2 separate regions of the Macaca mulatta genome follow, and region 1 is linked to region 2. The links are chromatin contacts, called in public Hi-C maps. All regions are on one chromosome and are shown on one strand. The core of a region is the stretch at or near the end of the contact, and the rest is flanking DNA. Distances in the headings are between cores, read along the strand shown.

The links. A called contact is a pair of places that touch in the nucleus more often than the background predicts.
Region 1: a Hi-C map of liver shows a contact between it and region 2, with 3 times the contacts expected there. The contact joins the promoter of CLDND1 here to the promoter of CPOX in region 2. A contact is called at or near these places in 2 of 14 Hi-C or Micro-C datasets (fetal cortex germinal zone and liver).

The regions. Positions count from the first base shown.
Region 1 is chr2:185,045,769-185,049,284 of T2T-MMU8v2.0, forward strand. CLDND1 (claudin domain containing 1) reads left to right here and starts at 1,967. Exons shown (of 6, transcript NM_001265740.1): 1 at 1,967-2,168; 2 at 3,320-3,363. The coding sequence starts at 2,162. It also overlaps the pseudogene LOC144339427.
Region 2 is chr2:184,975,042-184,978,788 of T2T-MMU8v2.0, forward strand. It overlaps CPOX (coproporphyrinogen oxidase), which reads left to right and starts at 1,660. Exons shown (of 7, transcript XM_001088605.5): 1 at 1,660-2,320. The coding sequence starts at 1,768.

The DNA.
Region 1 (3,516 bases), core at 717-3,216, 71 kb after region 2:
AAACAAAACAAAACAAAAAGCTGTTTTCACTAAGCTTACTCAAATATTGTAGATGTTCAACGAATATTTGCAAACACTAATAATTTAATGATTCTTTCCTAAGCCTCAGGTCCTGTGCTGGGCATTGTATATGTATTTTCTCAATCTTCTCAATGATCATGTGGGATAGATGCTACTGTCAACATCCATATTTTCGAGAAAAGACAACCTAGACTTAAAGAAGGTTAATTCTCCAAAGTCACAAAACGAGTATATTCAAGTGTGCTACCATGGCAGTCAGTTACTCTAATATCCAAGTTTGCTACCAAGTCAGTTACTCTCTCTAGTTCCTTTATCTGTAGACTGAAGTTGTTTCTTCTTTACTCTCCTTTAAACTTCTCTTTTGCCTGGTTTACTGACCACAAGATCTCAGTGGAGAGGTAAATCCGAAAGTAGGGGATTTCTCTTTTTTTTTTTTTGTTGAGACGGAGTCTTGCTCTGTCGCCCAGGCTGGAGTGCAGTGGCGCGATGTTGGCTCACTGCAAGCTTCGCCTCCCAGGTTCAAGCGATTCTCCTGCCTCAGCCTCCCAAATAGCTGGGACTGCAGGCGCCCACCACCATGCCCGGCTAATTTTTTTGTACTTTTAGTAGATACGGGTTTTCACCGTGTTAGCCAGGATGGTCTCCATCTCCTGACCTCGTGATCTGCCAGCCTCGGCCTCCCAAAGGGCTGAGATTACAGGCGTGAGCCACCACGCCCGGCGGAAAGTAGGGGATTTCTAATGAAGGCTAACGGATGAAGACATTTCCTGGAGTATAAAGGCATTTATGCGTCTTACTACACACTGACAATTTGCCTGTGCCCCTCCGCCACTGACAAATTTTTTTTGACTGTATGCTGTATGTAAAAATCCAGAGTCATGTTAGAATATATTTGGCTACTAGCTTATTATGTACTGCATATGAATATCGGTTCACTCAGGTGAAAGAAATGTAACTACAGATAGAGAAACATACCATGCCTTTAATCTGTCAAAGTGGTAGAAATTTAGTATCAACTTGAAGCTCCCATCTTTCTCCTGTGCTAAATTACAAGGCATTAGGGGACGGAGTGGAGGTTTGAGAGCCCCTCTGGTCCTCGAGTCAGTTTTCTCTGTAGGTTACCGTTGAGAAATCCACCATTTGCTGGTCCCAGGCCACGTTAATAGTTCCACTCATGTTATTGTTAAGATGTACCTGCTTCCTGTCCGTGAATTTCTGTGTTAAACCTGAGGGCTCAGAAACATTGTGTCCTGTGTGCCACACATCATCTGCAATCTCCAATGCTGTCCTTGACCTTATCTACTTGAGTGATGTTCCCCAAATTTCAGTCTTTTTCCTACTATACCCACAATTTTTTATTCATTTTTTGACATATCTGGTATGCTCAGTATTATTAATATTTTTAAAATTAAATGAAAAAAATTTAAAAGGAACAACATTACTGCAATAGAAAACTAGTATCACTTGTCATAAAAAATAGGCAGCTACAAACACACATTTTATGAAACCCAAATAATGTCATTACATTCTTGATGGATACTGTCTGCCAGGTCACATACTTCTTAGCCTAAACTTATGCAGTAAAACGAGAAGGACTCTGCTCCAATGGGAGGGATTCTGGGAGAGGGAAATAAAATGGGTCAACGTTTCACAAGTAGAATCCCATTTTTGTTCATTTATACTTAAATCTAGAGGCAGGGTGGTGTGATAGGGAAAGCACAGGCCTAAAAGTCAGACCTAAGTTATACAGGTCACGGTCATTGACTAGAGGTGACCGGAAACCGGTCCGCTTTACTTTCTGGACCATTGTTCCTTCCTCCCTAAAATGCAAGAATCCAACAGCCTAGACTTCCCTTCTGCGCACCGGCTTGCCCTGAGGAGCTGAACTACATCTCCCACAATGCGCCGCGCGCGGCGCCAGGATGCCTATCGCCGCCTCAGACAGCTTTCAGTCTGTCCCTCCTACAACTCCCACAAGGCCCCTCGGTCCCGGGCCGCGGCCCGGCCCGGAGTGGGGGCGGAGGCGGAGGCGCGGGAGTTATGGAGGGGGCGGGCTCTGCAGGGAAGTGCGTCAGAGGAGGCGCGGGGAGAGTAGGGTGCTGTGGTCTGAGCTAGAGGGTGAAGCTGGCGGAGCAGGAGGATGGGCGGTGAGTGAGCGGGACCTGCGTCGCTGGGCGGGGGTCGCGTCGCGGTTCGATGTTCCCGGCGGTTTGAAGAGGGGCCCCCTTCCCGGGCGTGGTCGGGACTGGGCGGGTTCCGAGCGGCGGGTTTGTCCCTGGGCCGAGCCCTCTAGGGCGGGGCCTGGTCGGGTACTGGGGGACTCTGGATGGGGGCCGCACACGACTGCCCCGCCCCAGCCCTGGCCTTCTCCGGCCCCGCTGTGAGGCCCGGGAGGTGACCGCTCCAGGCGTCCGGCTTCGATGAACCGCCGTTCCCAGTGCTGGGACCCTTTAAGGTCATTTGAGAGCACCAGGATGAAGGGGGGATTTTTAAAAAATCAAAATGCAAATCCAACTTTTTGAGTTATCGTTGTCATTGCCCTTACCTTTCCTGAGTCACTTCCAATTTTCCAAACTCAGCAACCCCAGTTTGCGAGTCTGTTTTCGTGCACCTTTGTAAGGTGTTTGGTGCGGTCACGGTGTATACTTGCCGTGTAGTATTTGGCTCAGCGCGATCCGCCTTGAGTCATTTTACCGCGGCCATTTACTACTGCCGTTGAGCCCTGTCCACGCCTTGGGAGTGTTGATATTTTGAGAGTTTTCTGTCTGGCTGAGGAGGGATCATTTAGTTTTTGCGGACATATGTTGCACTTAGGGTTTAGGGAGAGAGCAAGGTTTCAGTTGAGGAGGTTCAGAAGTATAAGGAATAGGGAGAGTAGATAGGAGTGAAGCATTTGGCAGCGTAAAGAAGCGTGGCTTAGCTTTAATGGATTAGGGAGAGATTGCTATCTAGCATTATTATATGTTATTGTTCTCTTTGCTATTTTATACACCTAGAACAACCTTTCCCTCGGGGTTAACAAACATCTTCAACTCTGTTTTCCGTATGGCTCCTGACTCTTACCTTTGTTTTAGGAGGCTTCCCTCTTCAGAGGAAACTGGGAGAAGCCAATTGCCACTGCTTTTTCCTGTGTCTTTTTAACACTCAAACCCAGAACACTTAATCCTCTGCAGCTCGTGCAAAAATTCAGTCTGTGATTTAAAATGTGTGCACGGTAACACTGCTGACCATGGGCATGTCTATTGTTTGTATCTGTAATGTGTATGTCCATTTCAGTGTTGTCTGTTTTAGTATGCAGGTGATAGACTAGAGAACAAGACCTCTGTCTCCGTAGCATCCTGGGTATGTGAGCATTCAATAAGTACTTTTATGAGAATGAGTTTTGTTTTAAGCTTAATTAAAAACATGCTTGCTTTCTAAAAAAAAAATTCTTAATGGTTATATGTACGAAGGGATGGGGAATTGGGTAAAGGGTGCATTTGGAATAATTCAAAA
Region 2 (3,747 bases), core at 410-2,909:
GACACGCCCCAGTGAGATTAACCCTGTACCTCAGTTGAAAATGCAGAAATCACCCATCTTCTGTGTTGCTCATGCTGGGAACCGGAGGCTGAAGTTCCTATTCGGCCATCTTGGGCATGCCCGAAAACCAAGCCTTTACTTTTCAGTGATTCTCAGTGGTGAGGCTTGGGCAAGCACACCCACCTTGCTAACATCATGTCCCAGTGCAAGAGCTGCCAGGTGCAGTTGTGTGTAGATAAGATGCCAATTGGTCTGACTCAAAAGCCATTGAAGTTCCATCAGTGCATCCTGCCACTAAGAAAACACTTGTGGGAACAGCTACCGGTGGCTTAAATTATTATCTATTACTAGAAATTAAAACCATCCTGGAGACTTAAGGGACAAATTAGCCCATGACAATAGTTCTCACACTTTTATGTCCAGGAACCATGGAGCTCTGGTATGGTTACAGGGGAGACAAAGACTTGCCTGTCAAATCTGTTAGCTTCTTTCCTCATGTCTTTAAAGGGTAGGGGAAGGGAGACAGAGTGGGAGGAAGTGTGGATATTTGCCCTGCCTAGTTTATAGCAGTTGTTTTAAGTATTAAATGTGAGCAATATTTGGGAGCACCCCACAGTAGTAGTAGAACTATTTTAAAAATTATTTGTTAATCACCAAAACACAGGAATTTTCTACTGGTTAACCAAAACAGTCACGTTGCTTTTCCTTTTTCTAAAATAATCAAGTAGGTACTATAGAAGCAAGGCCTGGGGAAATCTTTTTTTTTTTTTTTTGAGACAGAGTCTCGCTCTGTCACCCAGGCTAGAGTGCAGTGGCGCGATCTCCGCTTACTGCAACCTCTGCCTCCCGGGTTCAAGCAATTCTCCTGCCTCAGCCTCCCGAGTAGCTGAGACTACAGGCGCACGCCCTCACACCCAGCTTTTATTATTTTTATTTTTTAATTTTTTTTAATTTTTAGTACAGACAGGGTTTCACCATGTTGGCCAGGCTGGTCTCGAACTCCTGACCTCATCTGATCCACCCGCCTGGGCCTTCCAAAGTGCTAGGATTACTGGCGTGAGCCACCGTGCCGGCTCCGGCCTGGGGAAATCTTAAGGACAGAACTGTGATGTGGACTCGATCACAGAAAGTCTTCTAGATTCTCTTCCGAGTCCATTACTAGCTTCTCCCACTCTCCTTAGAAAATCATCCTTAAGCAAGGAGTTTCCCAGCCTGCCCATCCCCTCTGAAAACTCTAGAGGACCAGGACCCAGAGCGACGGGCAGGTCTGTAGTCTATACATCCTGAGCCAGGCTCTGTATTCTGCAAACCCTGTTTGAAAATGTAAGCGGGACTGGGATCTCTGCCACATTTCCGCCCCAGTCCGCCCTCAGCCTCCCAGCCCGACTCTCTCTTCTCTCCTTGGCTGAGTAAACAGCCGACCCGAAGTTGTACGTGACAAGAGAGCCTCTGTTATCTCTCCCGTAGCTTCTACAGCACCGTCCCTGCCCCGCTCTCTTCCCTTCGGACCAGCCCTTCTGGGCGCGTCGGATTCTTATCTCCCGCCCCGCGCGGGGACGCTGCAGGCGGCGATAGGATCCGGACTACAGCTCCCAGCACGCCCCACTTCCCGCCCCCGCCGCCGGAGCCCGACGCTGCAGTGGCTCTTCGCGAAAGGTTCTTTCGTCCTGTGCGGCTCGCGGGCTCAGGACTCCCGGGGTCGGGGTGGGTCGGCTCAAAGGCCGGGCTCTGGGACGCAGGCACTGCCCCAGGTGATAGTGCGGGAGCATGGCCTTGCAGCTGGGCAGGCTGAGCGTCGGCCCCTGCTGGCGCGTGGCGCGGGGCGGCTGCAGAGGGCTCCGCGCCTGGTCCCAGTGCGGCGGCGGAGGGCTCCGAGCCTCGTCCCAGCACAGCGCAGCCAGACGCATCTGCCGGCCCCCTGGCCCGGCTGGCACGGAGCAGAGCCGCGGGCTGGGGCACGGCCCGACGGCGAGAGGCGGCCCCTGGCTGGGGACAGGGCTGGCCGCGGCGCTGGCGGGGTTGGTGGGGCTGGCCGCCGCTGCCCTCGGGCATGTGCAGCGGGCGGAGATGGTGCCTAAGAGCTCGGGGACGCGGGCCCCTTCGCTGGGGAGGCCGGAGGAGGAGGATGAGCTGGCCCGCCGCTGCAGCAGCTTCATGGCCCCGCCTGTGACCGACCTGGGCGAGCTGCGAAGGAGGCCGGGCGACATGAAGACCAAGATGGAGCTGTTGATCCTGGAGACCCAGGCCCAGGTGTGTCAGGCTCTGGCACAGGTAGACGGGGGCGCCAGCTTTTCTGTGGACCGGTGGGAGAGGAAGGAAGGTAAGGAGGCCGGCCCTTGGCGGGAGGTGGAGATGGGGGAAAAAGGGTCAGGTTCCAGATTGCAGACAGAAAATGTAATAGTTCACAATATGAGATGGGGTAGGTAGGGGGTACCCACGGAGAGGCCGCTTGGTTAGAGGCCGCTGATAAAAAGATGGACACGAAAGGGTCACCAGCCCTCTGCTTGCAGGTGTGGACCCAGATCAGCTGTCACTGTGGTACTGCATTTCAAAATCTTTGCAATTCCATAGCAGCTTTTTGTTTGTTTGTTTTAGAACTTTTAAGGGGTATTTGTAACTAACAAGCTTAGATGTCCAAAGTTCGTTATTGAACATAAATTTCAATAGATTATGGAACACATTTTGTCTCCTTCTCTGGGTGAATTTGCGCTTTTTCCTCTTTAGGAGATGGAAAGAACTCATCTCCTGCGCGCTAAGTGTCGGCGAAACTCCTCCAGCCAGGATGCCATTGTGTCAGAGTCTTCCCACTTCTTTTTACTGTTGCCCAAGATATATTTGATTGGTTTCTCAGTAGCACTACCAAATGCACGCGTCAGATTTCCTGCTAGGAAAGTCTTCCCTTCTAATGTCAATGAGCATCAGAACCCAGTTCTCATAGAGGCATACATTCATGACCGTGGTGTTGCCCATACAGTGAAACCCCACATCTTGAGTGGAAACTTGAAGGATTCCTGACTTCTCCTGTTTTGAGCTGTGATATTGTTACATCTATATTAAATGAAGTTCAGTCTAGTTTTCCATCTTGTAATGTTTTCAAGCAAAGACCACTGAACTAGGACACAACCTCAAGTACTAGACTAGCCGTGTGACCCTCAGAAGTTACTTTTTTTATGGCTGTTTTCCCATCTATGAAATATATATATATTTCATCTCATTTAATCCTCATACTACCCGTATATATGGATGGAATATATGTGAAGTGCTTAGAATATTGTCTGAAGCATAGGCAGCATTTAGATAAATTGTTGCAGCCACTCGTCAGCAGTTTGGTCTTGGATGAGATATTTTGCCCCTCTGGTCCTCAGTTTTCTCATTTGGAATATATGAGGGTTGTACTGGATCATCTTATCTCCCATCCAGCTCTAAATGTTCTTAGAAATAAAACAAGCCAAACATGAACTTTGATGAAACATTGTCCTTACAGTGACCCTAGTACCTTAAAAAAAATTAGTAGTAAGGCTCATACACGTGACTACTAATGTGCGTCTCACTTTAAGGTTTTGAATCCCTTCAGAGTTTGAATATCTACTGTTTCTTAATTGCCTGTAAATAAAATTAAAAGGCAAACAGCACACTGAGAAAGAAATTTTTGAAACAATATTGATCTCTTAAATTCAGTAATAATAGAACACCCTTCAAGTCTACCCATTCCCATTTTTAACCTTAGCTTTCTCTCATATATCATAA